Regions from separate parts of the Pan troglodytes genome. Here region 1 is linked to region 2. A link is a contact called in public Hi-C data. All regions are on one chromosome and are shown on one strand. Each heading gives the region's core, a stretch centred on a gene start, on an enhancer-like site or on the middle of the called end of the contact. The rest is flanking DNA. Distances are from core to core; before and after follow the strand shown. Region 1 holds the start of RTL1 (retrotransposon Gag like 1). Region 2 overlaps LOC129137009 (a long non-coding RNA gene).

Region 1 (5,609 bases), core at 1,126-3,625, 240 kb after region 2:
CCCAGCCCTGTCACTGTGTGAGGAGCTTTCATGAGTCCACTGAACATGTAAGTCACAGTCTGGCAGCTGGCTGCATCTGTGGTTGCTGCTCAGCCTCCAGAAAAGGGCCCCTCAACCTGCCAGACCTCCTCGCTCCTTCCACTCACTCTGCCAGCCTGTTGCCCCAGAGAGGACACAGGCCAGCCTCTGTGGGCTCAGGAGCCAGGGCAGGTGCTTGGCCACTTTAGGTGTTCTGGCCCTCAAGAGGGGAGTTGGCAGCAGGACAGTCCCCACCTCCCCCGACCAGCCCTGGGCACTCAACCCCATTCTCTGCTCCTCTCCCTCATTGCCTTATTGGGACAGAGGCACCCCGCCAACCATCTCTGTGCCTTTGCCATTTAGCCCAGGGCAAGCTACTCGGGAGAGGCCAAATGGCCTCATACTGACCCCTGCCTGGTCTCCTCTGGCCACCTCGCTCACTTGCCCGCTTGCCTGCTCAGGAGTTGGTGCTGTGGGAGCTTCTCAAAGGCCTAAACATGTGGGCTGCCAGCCTGGGCAGGAAACCGTGCTGCAGCCTTCTCAGCCAAGCACTGGCCTGCCTCTCTCCCCTCGGATGCCTCCTGTAACAGGGAGCTCCCTCTCTCCCCAGGCAGCCTGCTCAGGGCTCGCACGCAGAGCTGCTTTGCTGAGCCCTCCCCTGCCTTTTGCATCTGCCTCCTCGGCTGTGCAGCAGCCCTCTTGCCCCCTCTGCCCTCCGATCTCTGCAGGCTGTGGGCTCCCTCTCTTTTCAGTCCTCTCCTTTCTGTGCTGAATGGCAATACCCCCACCAATGGTGGGAACAGGATTGGGCGCCTCTACACCTGTCCTAACACCTCTGTCTCTGTTCTTTTAGACCTGGGACAGAGCCCTTTGCCCTGCTGTTCTAAAAGCCCAGGGGAGGGCGTGGTGCTCCCCGCCTGGGGCCAGCTGCTCCATGTCTATCTCTTGAGCGGCTTCTCAGCCCTCTTGGGTTTTCTATGGCCCCTTTTCCAGTTGCTAGGGAGAACACTCTGTATGCAGCCCCCTGCCTTTTCTGCAGGAGCTGCTGGCCTCCTGGCCAGCCCTGGTCAGCCCTGCAGTAGCAGCAGCAGCAGCAGCAGTAGGCAGCCACAGCAGGGCTGGGGGCTCCCGAGCCAGGCAGACCGGCTTGACTCCCTGCTCTCTAGCTGCGAGACAATTCCCTTTACTTTTCAGACTCGGCTTTTCCCCTGTGAAATGGAGATGAGAGTTTCTCCGTCACTGGCTTGAAGTGAGGACTAAATGAGATAAGTGTAGGCTTGCACACATCAGACACTTCATAAATGCTTGTGGAGTAGACGGTGGGACCCAGGGAGGGAGAGAGAGGTATGTAACAAGTGTCGCAAGAGAGAAAACAGCCTGGCCTTTCAAGACCCTGCTCCCAATACAAACGGGAACCTCTCCTGGCAGAGTCCCCTCTGCTGGCTTAATCGCACAAATCAAGTCAGCCGGAGGCAGCCCCCGGCCTGTGGAACTCACAGTAGATGCAGCAGGCAGCATAAATGACATGCAGAGCCCACATCTGCATTTAATAGACCGAGAATTTGCATTGTATATAACAGCACGAGGGGTAAAGCATGAAGGCATAAAGGAACAGTTTTTCCCGGCGGCTTCCTTGAAGGGCCAGCTTAGACAGGGGTCTGGGGAGGAGAAACTCAGCGGGGTCTGGGCATCCCATAGACTATGGGACAGACATCCATCCATGCACTCATTCTCCAAGCCACCACAGTGTACCTACCTTCCCCCGGCCCAGTCCCAAGCGTGAGGCTGGGGATGAAGTGATGCCGGTGGCTTAGTGATGCCGGTGGCTTCCTGTCCTCGAAGCTCAGTCGGTCTGGTGGGGGAAACAAACAGGGAATAAGACACTGGAAATTGAGGTGATCAAGAGGGGGTGCAGGCATGGAGATTTATGGAGCCCCGTCTTGGAGCCAAGTCCCGAACTGGGCTGTCTGCAAAGAACTCACCAGGGCAATAACCCTGCACACTGGTCTCATGAGCCCCATTAGATTGATGAGGAAACTGAGGCACAGAAAGGCAAAGTCCTATACTCACCGTCTCTCAGCTGGTGTGAGGCTGGGCCAGGATGGAACCCCAGACTCTCCGAGGCTCCCCACCACACCCTGCTGCTGAAGGCTGCTCAGCGAGGCTGTGCCGAGTGCTGGGGGGGTGTGGGTGGGCAGGGGACGGATTGATTAGTTATAAGCACCTCCCAGCGGTGCTTGAGATCCCAGCTCCTCTGTGGCCCAATCCGTTTGAAGGGCAGATTCAAAATTAGGTGGTAGCACCTATGGGCAGAGGCTTATGAAAATGGCATTATTAACCTGATGTGGAGAGGGCCCTGCCTGTCTGCAAGTAGATTGCAGATAGAGACGGAGGGGGCTGGGCTTGTTTGTGTGGACAGTGAGTTAGAGAGGACGGAGAACATCCAGGGGCCCTCCAGGGCTTCCGGACGGGGAGAACCAGATCTGGAGGGGTTGGGGCTGGACAAGTGGGAGGGGGAAGAGGGGGCACGTCTTAAGGGTGCCCCGGCACCTCAGGGAAATGCCCCAGGCTGGACTTGGTGGAGGATCTCCAGCCTTGACTCTGACACAGACAGGGACTATGGCCCTCCCCGCACCTCGGTTTCCCATCTGTGAGATAAGAGATGGAAACCAAACGTCATTTCGAGAAAAGCCCCCATTCCCACCACCTTCCTGGCCCCCCCTTCCCCCACCACCACAATCACGTTTGCCAGACACCTGTCTGCTTGTCAGAGCAATATTCAACAGGAGAGTTCCTTCGCTTCCTTCCTGGAGGGAGAAGGGAGAGGTGTGGACGGGGAGAGGGGAGGGGAGAGGTGCCCCCCACTCAGAGAGGCCGCTGAGCAGAGTTCTGCATCGGGTAGGAGTTGGGCCACCGAAGATTTGTGCCAACTCACGGTGCGGTGGAATCAGACAGTCTGAATTCTTCAGACACCAGCCAAGAGTCTGTGGCGCCCCCACGTGCCACAAGGGGGCTGCCTGGGCCACATTTCTGAGCCCGAAAAGTGAGGAGGGGGACAGTCAAGAGGGACCGGCGCTTTTGCTCTGGCAGCGGCGCTTTTAACTGCGACAGATGCGTGCGGCGCAGAGCCGGCCGTGCCGGGGCTGGGGGCTGCTGGGCGGGGGTGGTCGGGGCGGGGGGCGGGGGCTGCAGGTTGCGCCCCTCCCTCACAGACGGCTGCGCTGCAATGCAGCAGGCTGCGGGAGCTGTCCCGGGAGCTGTCCTGTCCGGTGGCCGGCTTTCCAAAGTGGGGAATGAGAGATGAGGGAGGGAGCACTTCCAGGCGCTGCGTGGTGGCCAGGCGCCCAGGAAGCCGAGGGGCCCGAGACTGCAGCGGGGCCAGAAAGAGAAGAGTAGGGGAGGAGGCCGGGAGTGGTGGATGGACCAGGGGGTAGAGGGAGGTGGGTGTGGACCTGGGGTCGGGCGCCAGTCAGCTTGCAGCCTATGAAGGACGGAAAGGAGGGCTACAGAGATAGGGGAAGAGTGGGGCTGAGGATAGCCAGAGCGGCTTGGCACACAGTTTTAGGGTAAAAGCATCAACTCTTATCTTTCCAAAAGAAATAAAAAAGCCAAAAAAAAAAAAAAAAAAAAAGGGCATTTGAAAGCTAGACAGCTGAATCCTTCCCAGCATGACTGAGCCGGTCACTCCAGGGTCTTCCTTCAAAGCGTGTCTAATGGGAGACAGCGTTGTCCCAGTAACCAAATTGGGACCAGAGTCCCAGGGAAGGGCTCATCAGGTGGCCGCTCTGCCTTGAAGAGTGGTACCCTCAGGCCCTTTTCCAGCCAGGGAAGGGCCTGGGGGTCAGGGAGAGAGCTGGAGGGCTCGGGGAGGCAGGGACTGGGAGGGAGAGTGGGGAGAGGAGCGCTGGGGGCTGCAGGAGGGTCTCTGGGCAGCTGGCGGGTGTCTGTTCCGCAACACTCTGCACCCTGGTACATCGTCCTCCGTCCACTCAACGTGGAATGATTCTCTTCCCTCTGGATCCAGCCCCTCTAGTTCCCTTTTCACTTTGAGGCATTTGCCACCTGTGAATCAGTTCCCTGCTACTCCAGAAAATTTCTCTCATACCCCAGGCCCCTCTGTTCTTTTAAATGGCACCCTTCACCCCCAGCCCTTCATCTTCTGCACTGTATTTTCACTTGTTGATTTAAAAATCCCTTTATTATGGGAAATTGCAAACAACACAAAAGTAGAGAAAATAGTACATATTTTTACTGTTTACTCAATTTTCATATTGCCATTAACCGGAAACAGTTGCCATCAAACCCTGGCCCCTCTTGTTTCATCTAAACCCTAAACTGTCCCTCTACTCCCACTGCCCAACCCCTACCCCTGGACTATTTCGAAGCAAATTTCAGACACCATCCTGTTTCCTCTGAGCATTTTTTAGTTTGTATCTCTAAATAAGAAGCTTTTGTTTCTTAAAAATAAAACCACAATACCATTATCACAAGTTAAAAAATTAATAGCCTTTCCTTAATATCATCCACCATCTATGTAGCATTCCAATATTCTTGATTGACTCATAAATTTCTTTTACAGTTGGCTTGGTCAAGTCAGTGTTCAAACTATCTCCTGCTCTTTCAAGGGGATCTGGGGCTCTAGAAGGTAAGTATGGCTACACATTTAGGGATTGAATATCTGCCTGGACCTTAAATGAGAAACTCAACCTCAGCAAACCTCAGTGTTCTCACTGAAAATGGGGCAAGTTCTGGGTCTCTCCTTGGGTCATTGAGAGGGTTAGAACATTAACCCCTGAAGCCCCAGCCGCATGTCTAATATGTCAGAGACACTCAGCAAACAGTAGCTGCGAGAATGATTCTTTTTCCCAGAAACGTTTAAAGGGGAGTTGGGCAGGGGCAGGCAAAACATAGCTGGCTATTGTCCATAAAACAAAAGGCTCCTGGCAGTCCAGGTCCCCTGAGTGGTTAAAACAGCACATGCACTACATCCCAAAAAGGGCAGCCTACAGTCTGGGGGCTGGGTTCGCCTGGACCTCCTGGCTTGCCGTTTAGCTGCCTGACCTCAGCTGTTGTGACCTGGGACCAACAGGGGACCCCGGCAGGTGCCTATCCACTAGATGGCACTCTCTACTGTGAGTCCAGGGGGGACCACCACCCCAAACTGCTTTGGCCACTGCCCAGCCCTGGGTGCCACCGGAAGATGCACACCACTAAAACATCGCAGATAATTTCTAAAAAGCACTTCTCAACATGTCATGCAAAAGATGCGGTGGTTTATTTCCTTGCATAAATCCCAACCAGATTGCAGAAGCAGAGGGAATGAACATTTAATGACTTTGCTGAGGCCAGACACTAGTATGTCTACGCTCTCTTTAAATCCTCACCCCAGCGACATCTGATTTCCCTTCATTTTACAGATTAGAGGACTTTGAGAGGTTAGTGACTTGCTCAAGGTCGGCTAGGAAGCAAGACCCAGGATTCCAACTCAGGTCTGTGTGATTCCTCTGCAAAATGGAGAGGTGGAAGGATGGATGTCAGGTCTGATGGATGGATGGATGCCTACATCAAGATACATGCATAGATGGAGAGAT
Region 2 (5,957 bases), core at 1,358-3,857:
CCCATCTCCACTGGGGCAGCTAGAAGGGGAGAAGCCGGCTTGAGTGCCCACTCCCCACGCGCCTGCCACTTCCAGCGCAGAAGCAATTCGCTTTCATTATGAAGGCCATGGCAGAGTCTGTTTGCAGAAGGACTAAGCTTCTCAGCTGCCTGTACTGCGGGGAAAATTTTCCTTAATTATTTTTTTATAGCCTAACTTTTGTGTGAGAGGGTTTGTTATTATCCCTGCCTCGCTTGAGAGTCATAAGCCCGCAAGAAGAACCATAAATAAAACTTTACTTAATATTCAAAGTCCGCACGATGAGATGATGGATGGGGGGTGGGCAGGCGGCCCCCCCCACGTCGGCGGAGGTGCACCCGGCTTTCTGCCGGAAGGCAATTACTTTCAGCTCCTTGTAATCAGAACCGCTTCCTACCTCTGCATTTTGTTTTTCCAACTTTCTCATTTAAAACCGGGATGGGTGACATTGTATCCCATTTGTATTGTGTCGAGGGAGATTACTTGGGGCGCTGCTGTGCCTAGGGCCACTGGGATGGCAATATTTTACCTGAGAATCCACCTCTGAAACATTGAAGCACGGCGGCAGCAAAGGCAGGGCCATGATTTGAACCCCAGATTCTGAAGCGTGGGGGACAAATGCCTGGCCGTGGAATTAATTTTTCTTGAGGATTAGAAGAGCTATAACGTTTCCCTCTATTATTTCAAAACCTGGAAGCTGACTCTCTAGGGGCCTGAGCTACCACAGGTAAAGTGGAAATGGAGGGGGCCGTCCTGGAATACACCAGCGTTCTTGATTCCTCTTCTGCAGGGATCAAGAGGTCTGCTGTGTGACCTTCTTCAAGTTCCCGACCCTCTCTGGGCTGCAGTCACCTTATTCAGAAAATGGAGAGGCTAGACAAGAAAATGCTGCTAATCTCACCCTTTTCCGGGCTGGCATTTTATTGAGCACCTACTAGGCGCTGGGCATTTTGCTAGGCCCTTCGTGCACACTGCCATGAGAAATCCACAGCAACCCCAGAGATGGGTTCATCAATAACTCACCAACAAATACTACCTGAGGCCCCACTGTGTGCCGAGCAGGGGCATAGGTACTGGGCATACCTCGATGAACAAGGGAGGTAAGGATGTGACTCTCCTAGACCTTTCTGTCTAGAAGAGGAGATGGAGAATAAACATGGAAACAAGCAAGATCATTCTGGAGAAAATGCAATCAGATGATGTGCTAGATGGTAACAGAGAGAGGTCGAATGAGAGAGAGGGCCGTGACAGCCTCTCTGAGAAGCTGAAATCCAAGCAGAACCTGAAAGACGAGGAGAAACTCAGATACATAAAGACTGGGAAAAGCATTCAAGTAGAGGGAACAGTGCGTGCAAAGGCCCTGAGGTGGGTGCAGTAGATACCACAGGCCCCCTCACTCGAGACCCCTCCAAGCACCTCCTGCCCTCTTGTGCCACAGAGCTCAGAAAGCTAAAGCAATGTTCCCCAGAGGTCCTGTGGCCAAGGTCCTGCATGGGCCTGGGTGACCCCTGCAGAAGCTTCTGAGCAAGACTGAGCAGGGAAAGAAAGGCCATGTCAGTAAACCACCCTCCAGTGAGCATGGAGGCAGAGAGTCTCATCCTGGCATCCCAGGTGCTCAGCAGAGCAGACAGCAGCAGAGGGGCTCCCTAGAGCAGCTGGGGGCCCTGCCTGTGCCGTCGCTCTTTCCCCTCCCTGCCCTCTGGTCTGACATCCCATTGGCATCACACACGATGCCTCCCGGAGGTGCTCTTGTGCACACAGCAGGTCAAAGTGCCAGAGAATTCGATCCTGTCCTCTTGGGAACAGCCCTCAGCCAGCAGTGAGCCCTTAGGAGGATGCTCTAAGCTCTGTCCTCCCCGGGTCCAGAGGTCCTGGGACGGAGTGCCATTGTGGAAGCAGTGACAGCTTGATGAAGCTCCCTGGGCTGGCCCCTTCCTCTCTGCCTTGTTCCCCGTTCCCTGCAGTCCTGCAATCACCTCCCAAATAAACCACGTGCCCTTGCTGGAATACTTGTCTCTGGGTCTGCATCTGGGCACCTGCACGGCACGTGCTTGTGTGTTTCTCTCAGCTGATTTTGTTCCCACATGGGCAGAGTCAAGCTTGGTTTCCTGGAGATCTCAAAAGGCTTCGGGCACCCCCGACCAGCCCCATTCTGATGAAATTCATGAGAGGGGATCCCAATGATGACAACTAAGACCTGCTGGATACTCTAGGTGTCTACTCTCATCAGCCCCTTTCTCCAGGCAAGCTCATGAGACTTGGGGATGGCACTGTCCTGGCTCTCGGGGTGATGGATTCTCAGGCTCCTGCCTTGGTCCTGGGCTGGCCCTCATCCTTTGGTAAGTGTGCTCTTTGCAGGAACTGAAAAGGTTAATAGGGCTTCCGCAGGCTCCCAGCCAGCTGCTAGGTAGCAGCTTGGACAGCCTGACGATGCAGCTCATTAGGTAGCTGATTACAGATGAGGACGGCAGCATTATCTCACTCCTCAGGCAGAGACGCGGCCACGAGCCCGCTGCCCTGCCAGCCCTCTGACAATAGCGTCGCGTTGTTTGCTTAGCTCAGGCAAACATGCTGCTCTGTACCTGGCCGGGGGTTGGGGGTTGGGCTCAGGGACTCAGAGGAGGAAGCAGCTCAGCTTCTCTCCAGGGGCACCCAGCAGACAGTGAAAGCGCCAGCCAAAGCCCCTGGTAACAGGAGACAGAGGGCTCCTGCTGCCCTGACTGCTCTCGACCCGCCCTCGACCCGCAGATACAGGGGTGGGAGCCCACTAACATCCTGTGACCGACACCGGCAGGCAGCGAGAGATGGGAGGCAGAAGAGCGAGCCCAGGGTCCCCAGGGCTTCGTGAAGCTGTGGAACCAACACCAGCAACTGTCCACCTCCAGGTTTCTCTCTAAGTGAGAAAAAAAAAAAAAAAAGCCTCGTGTGTTTAAGCCGACACAGATTGAGTTTGCTGTAACTTGCCTCCAATACCATTCATAATTTATAAGCTCATGTGCTGGCCCACAGAAGCAATCTGAACAAATTCTGAAAGTTGAAATCACTTGAGTCATGTTAAAAACAGTGCGGGGTCTCCTTTATGTCCTCAGGAAACAACCTCCTCCAGGCCTCCACCCCAACCTTGGCCATCCCTTGGTGAAGGCACTTTACCACATTGTCACATACATAAGTAGCATGTGCTTTGGAGTGTGAGCTCTTGAGGCCAGCCCAGGGTCTGGCACAGAGCCCGACTTGGGGAGACGGTCAGATGGTGTTTGTTGAATGACTGAATGGTGTGCATGAATGAGTGAAATGGGATTCTCATGAGAAGGGCTGATTCAAGACCCTTTCCAATTCTGTGAGTCCACAATTCCTCACTGAATTTGGGGCTAGTGAGGGAAGAACTGGGAGTTGAGTTGGTGCTGAACTAAAGCCCTGGTTTGTGGTGTTTGCCAATTTCCCTGGTGTAAATACTCCCACCATGGCTGGTTCAAGCTGCCAAATGTTTAAAAAACAGCTCACAAGATCTCTTGAAAATTTAACAACGGGTTCTTACGAGCCAGTCAAGCCATCTCCAGCCCCGCGTTTATTTCTACTCATTTTCCTTCCTTCTGAGCAGGAGGCGCGAGGGAGTCCATCTCTGCAATGGAGACTGAGGGGGAAAGGGGCCAGAGGGTGGGCATGCAGATGTCGTAAGGGGCTTGGAGTTTGTCCTAAGGGCAGTGTTATTGATTTTTAAGTGTGTTCAGATTGGCATTTTACTGTGCTTCTGAGTAGTGCAGAGAGGAGGGGATTAGAGCCAAGTTGCCATAGGCAGGCAGGGGAGCTGGGAGGCTGCGGTCCCGTCCCAGTGGAGAAGGAGTGGGGGAGTGGGGGGTTAGGAACTGCTGAGAAGTGGCGGTGCCGCAGCCTCATGCTGGCCTGACCGTGGCTGGCCCGGGGGCTGTTACAGGAGGGTGACCCAGCGGGGCCACTGCATGAGTGCTGGTGCCATTTTCTGAGATGGGAAAAAAAATGGGAGGAGGAGTAAGATTTAGGGGAAAGAAGAGGAAACTCTTGCCTGCCTGCCCATTTTCCTCCTGAATTCTCCCCTTTGGGGAGGTCTGGTCTGGGGCCTGGAGGGCTCTTGCATAAGGCACAGCCTGCCATTTGGTTAGTAGGGGAAGGGGTGGAGGGATGCATGAGAGGTTAAGCAGACAGATACTGACTACGGCTGTGTGTGTACAGGGACTTCTGGAGGGTCCTGACATGAGGGGATGCAGTGAGGACACTCCACAGTGCCCACTGCGGAAACAAGGGACCCAGCTTGAGATGTGCAAAGGACTTTGAACGCCAGGGAGCAAAATGAGTGTGACAGCAAGCAACCTGTGGTCCTCCGGCTGGGACCCTGGCTGGGCTCTGAGATGCTCCCCACTGGGTTTGGGGGGCTGCACGGGCAGCCAGAAGGCCAGCTCAGGGCTTTTTCTGGGGGCACACGACACAGTCGTTTCCCAGGCCAGACAGGTACACAGGATTAATAAGGCCAACACGCTCTCCCGGGGGTGTGCAGCTGAGCTAGCCTTGCTCCAACTGAACCATCAATCACTCCCCCCTAATAGCTCTGCAGGCGGCCACTCTCCCCACCAAATTGAAAGCGAGAATCCGGGCTGCTGGGAGGAAGATGCTGCAGCCCCTAACCACCGTAATTATGAAGTCTTGTTGGGGAGAGATGCTTATCTTTAATGTTAAGTGAACAGAGCAGGAGACCAAACGTCCTGCCTGCGTGTGTGCGGCCATGTGCAGAAACGTCTGCCTGGAAACAGGGCTGCCTGAGACCCTGTCACTTTCAAAGTGGGGATGGAGAAATGAGCTGGGGGCACTTCTTACCATTAAAACTGCAATTAATATTGATACCTTATTCTTTTATTTTAAAAGGTTATCTTTTCTCTTTACCTTAAAAGGAATCAGTTCACTGTGAAATAGGTGGGAAATATATGAACACAAAGAAGGAAATTGAGACCCCATAAGGCCCTGCCACAGGCCGATGACCAGGGTGGGGGTTTTTGTTATGGGTTTTGCCCCATGGCTAGGTGCATGCACATTTTGTTGTTTTTACATAGTGGAGATGATTCACTGTATTTTTAATATGTATTTTAAGTAAGAGACTAGTCCCAGGGGTGGGGCTGAACTGAGAATGCACATTCTGTTAATTTAACCAGTAAATCCGATTTTCAAATTCCCCTTACAGGGAGAGAAAGGAGAATATTTTGCTCACTTTCAATAGTTATCGACTCATCCCCCCAAAGCCGGCAATATCGACCCTGCCTTCCAACACACTTCTGGAGCTTGTCCGGCACACGGGGTTGATGCCGGGCGCTCCAAGGGGGCTGGAGCCCTCACCCCGGCTCACACTGGCCTGAGATGAAGTGGCAGCTACAAAGTGCTGAGGCTCAGGTGGTGTCCCTGGAGGAGGCCTCTCTGTGGTTCTCTGTGACTTGGAAAGTCAGAACTAAGGTTGGTGAAGCTCTGTCCTGGAAAGGCATTCTGGGTGGGGGAATGGCCTAAACAAAGGTGGGGAGGCAGGAACGCAGATGAGGAGGCAGGCGGCCTGCAGTTCAGCTGGCTGGGAACGCAGCCAGCTTTTCTTTGGGTGTAGTCTTTTGCGCCCGGGTCATTCTGAAGAGTGACTTGGACTCTGAAGAGGCTCCCTGGTTACTCCCCACTTTTCCTCAAAGCTCCAGCGCTGCTTCCTCTGGGAAGACTTCCATGGTTTCTCTGACGGAGACACTCCCCTACTCCAGGCCTGCAGCACTCACCTGCATCTCACACTGCGATGCAAAATTTGTGTGATTAATGGGTTCAAATGTGCCCCCCTCCCCTGGACTTTTCAGGGTGCTGGAGCTGCTGGCTTGCTGTTCCCAGTGCCAAGCCCAGGGCATGGGTGCTCAGCCATATGGAAGGAAGGTGCTCACAGTCCCCAC

Evidence for each region. Hi-C and Micro-C count contacts between places; a contact is called where the count stands out from the background.
Region 1: a Hi-C map of induced pluripotent stem cells shows a contact between it and region 2, with 2.9 times the contacts expected there. The contact joins the promoter of RTL1 here to the enhancer-like site in region 2. A contact is called at or near these places in 3 of 7 Hi-C or Micro-C datasets (induced pluripotent stem cells and stem cell-derived neural progenitor cells) and 1 of 1 other capture datasets (stem cell-derived neural stem cells).

What each region holds. Positions count from the first base shown.
Region 1 is chr15:98,909,548-98,915,156 of NHGRI_mPanTro3-v2.0_pri, forward strand. RTL1 (retrotransposon Gag like 1) reads right to left here and starts at 2,376. Exons shown (of 3, transcript XM_520846.8): 1 at 1,775-2,376. It overlaps LOC104002164 (a long non-coding RNA gene), which reads left to right. Exons shown (of 30, transcript XR_010151034.1): 3 at 4,598-4,663; 4 at 5,436-5,609.
Region 2 is chr15:98,674,229-98,680,185 of NHGRI_mPanTro3-v2.0_pri, forward strand. It overlaps LOC129137009 (a long non-coding RNA gene), which reads left to right. Exons shown (of 4, transcript XR_008539097.2): 4 at 809-2,357. Among named protein-coding and RNA genes, the nearest start is that of DLK1, 57 kb to the right of the region's middle. Within about 2 kb of position 2,608, at least 4 of the 24 cell types and tissues checked have an H3K27ac peak or open chromatin away from gene starts, as enhancers often do. A contact at or near this core is called in induced pluripotent stem cells, stem cell-derived neural progenitor cells and stem cell-derived neural stem cells, where this site is marked.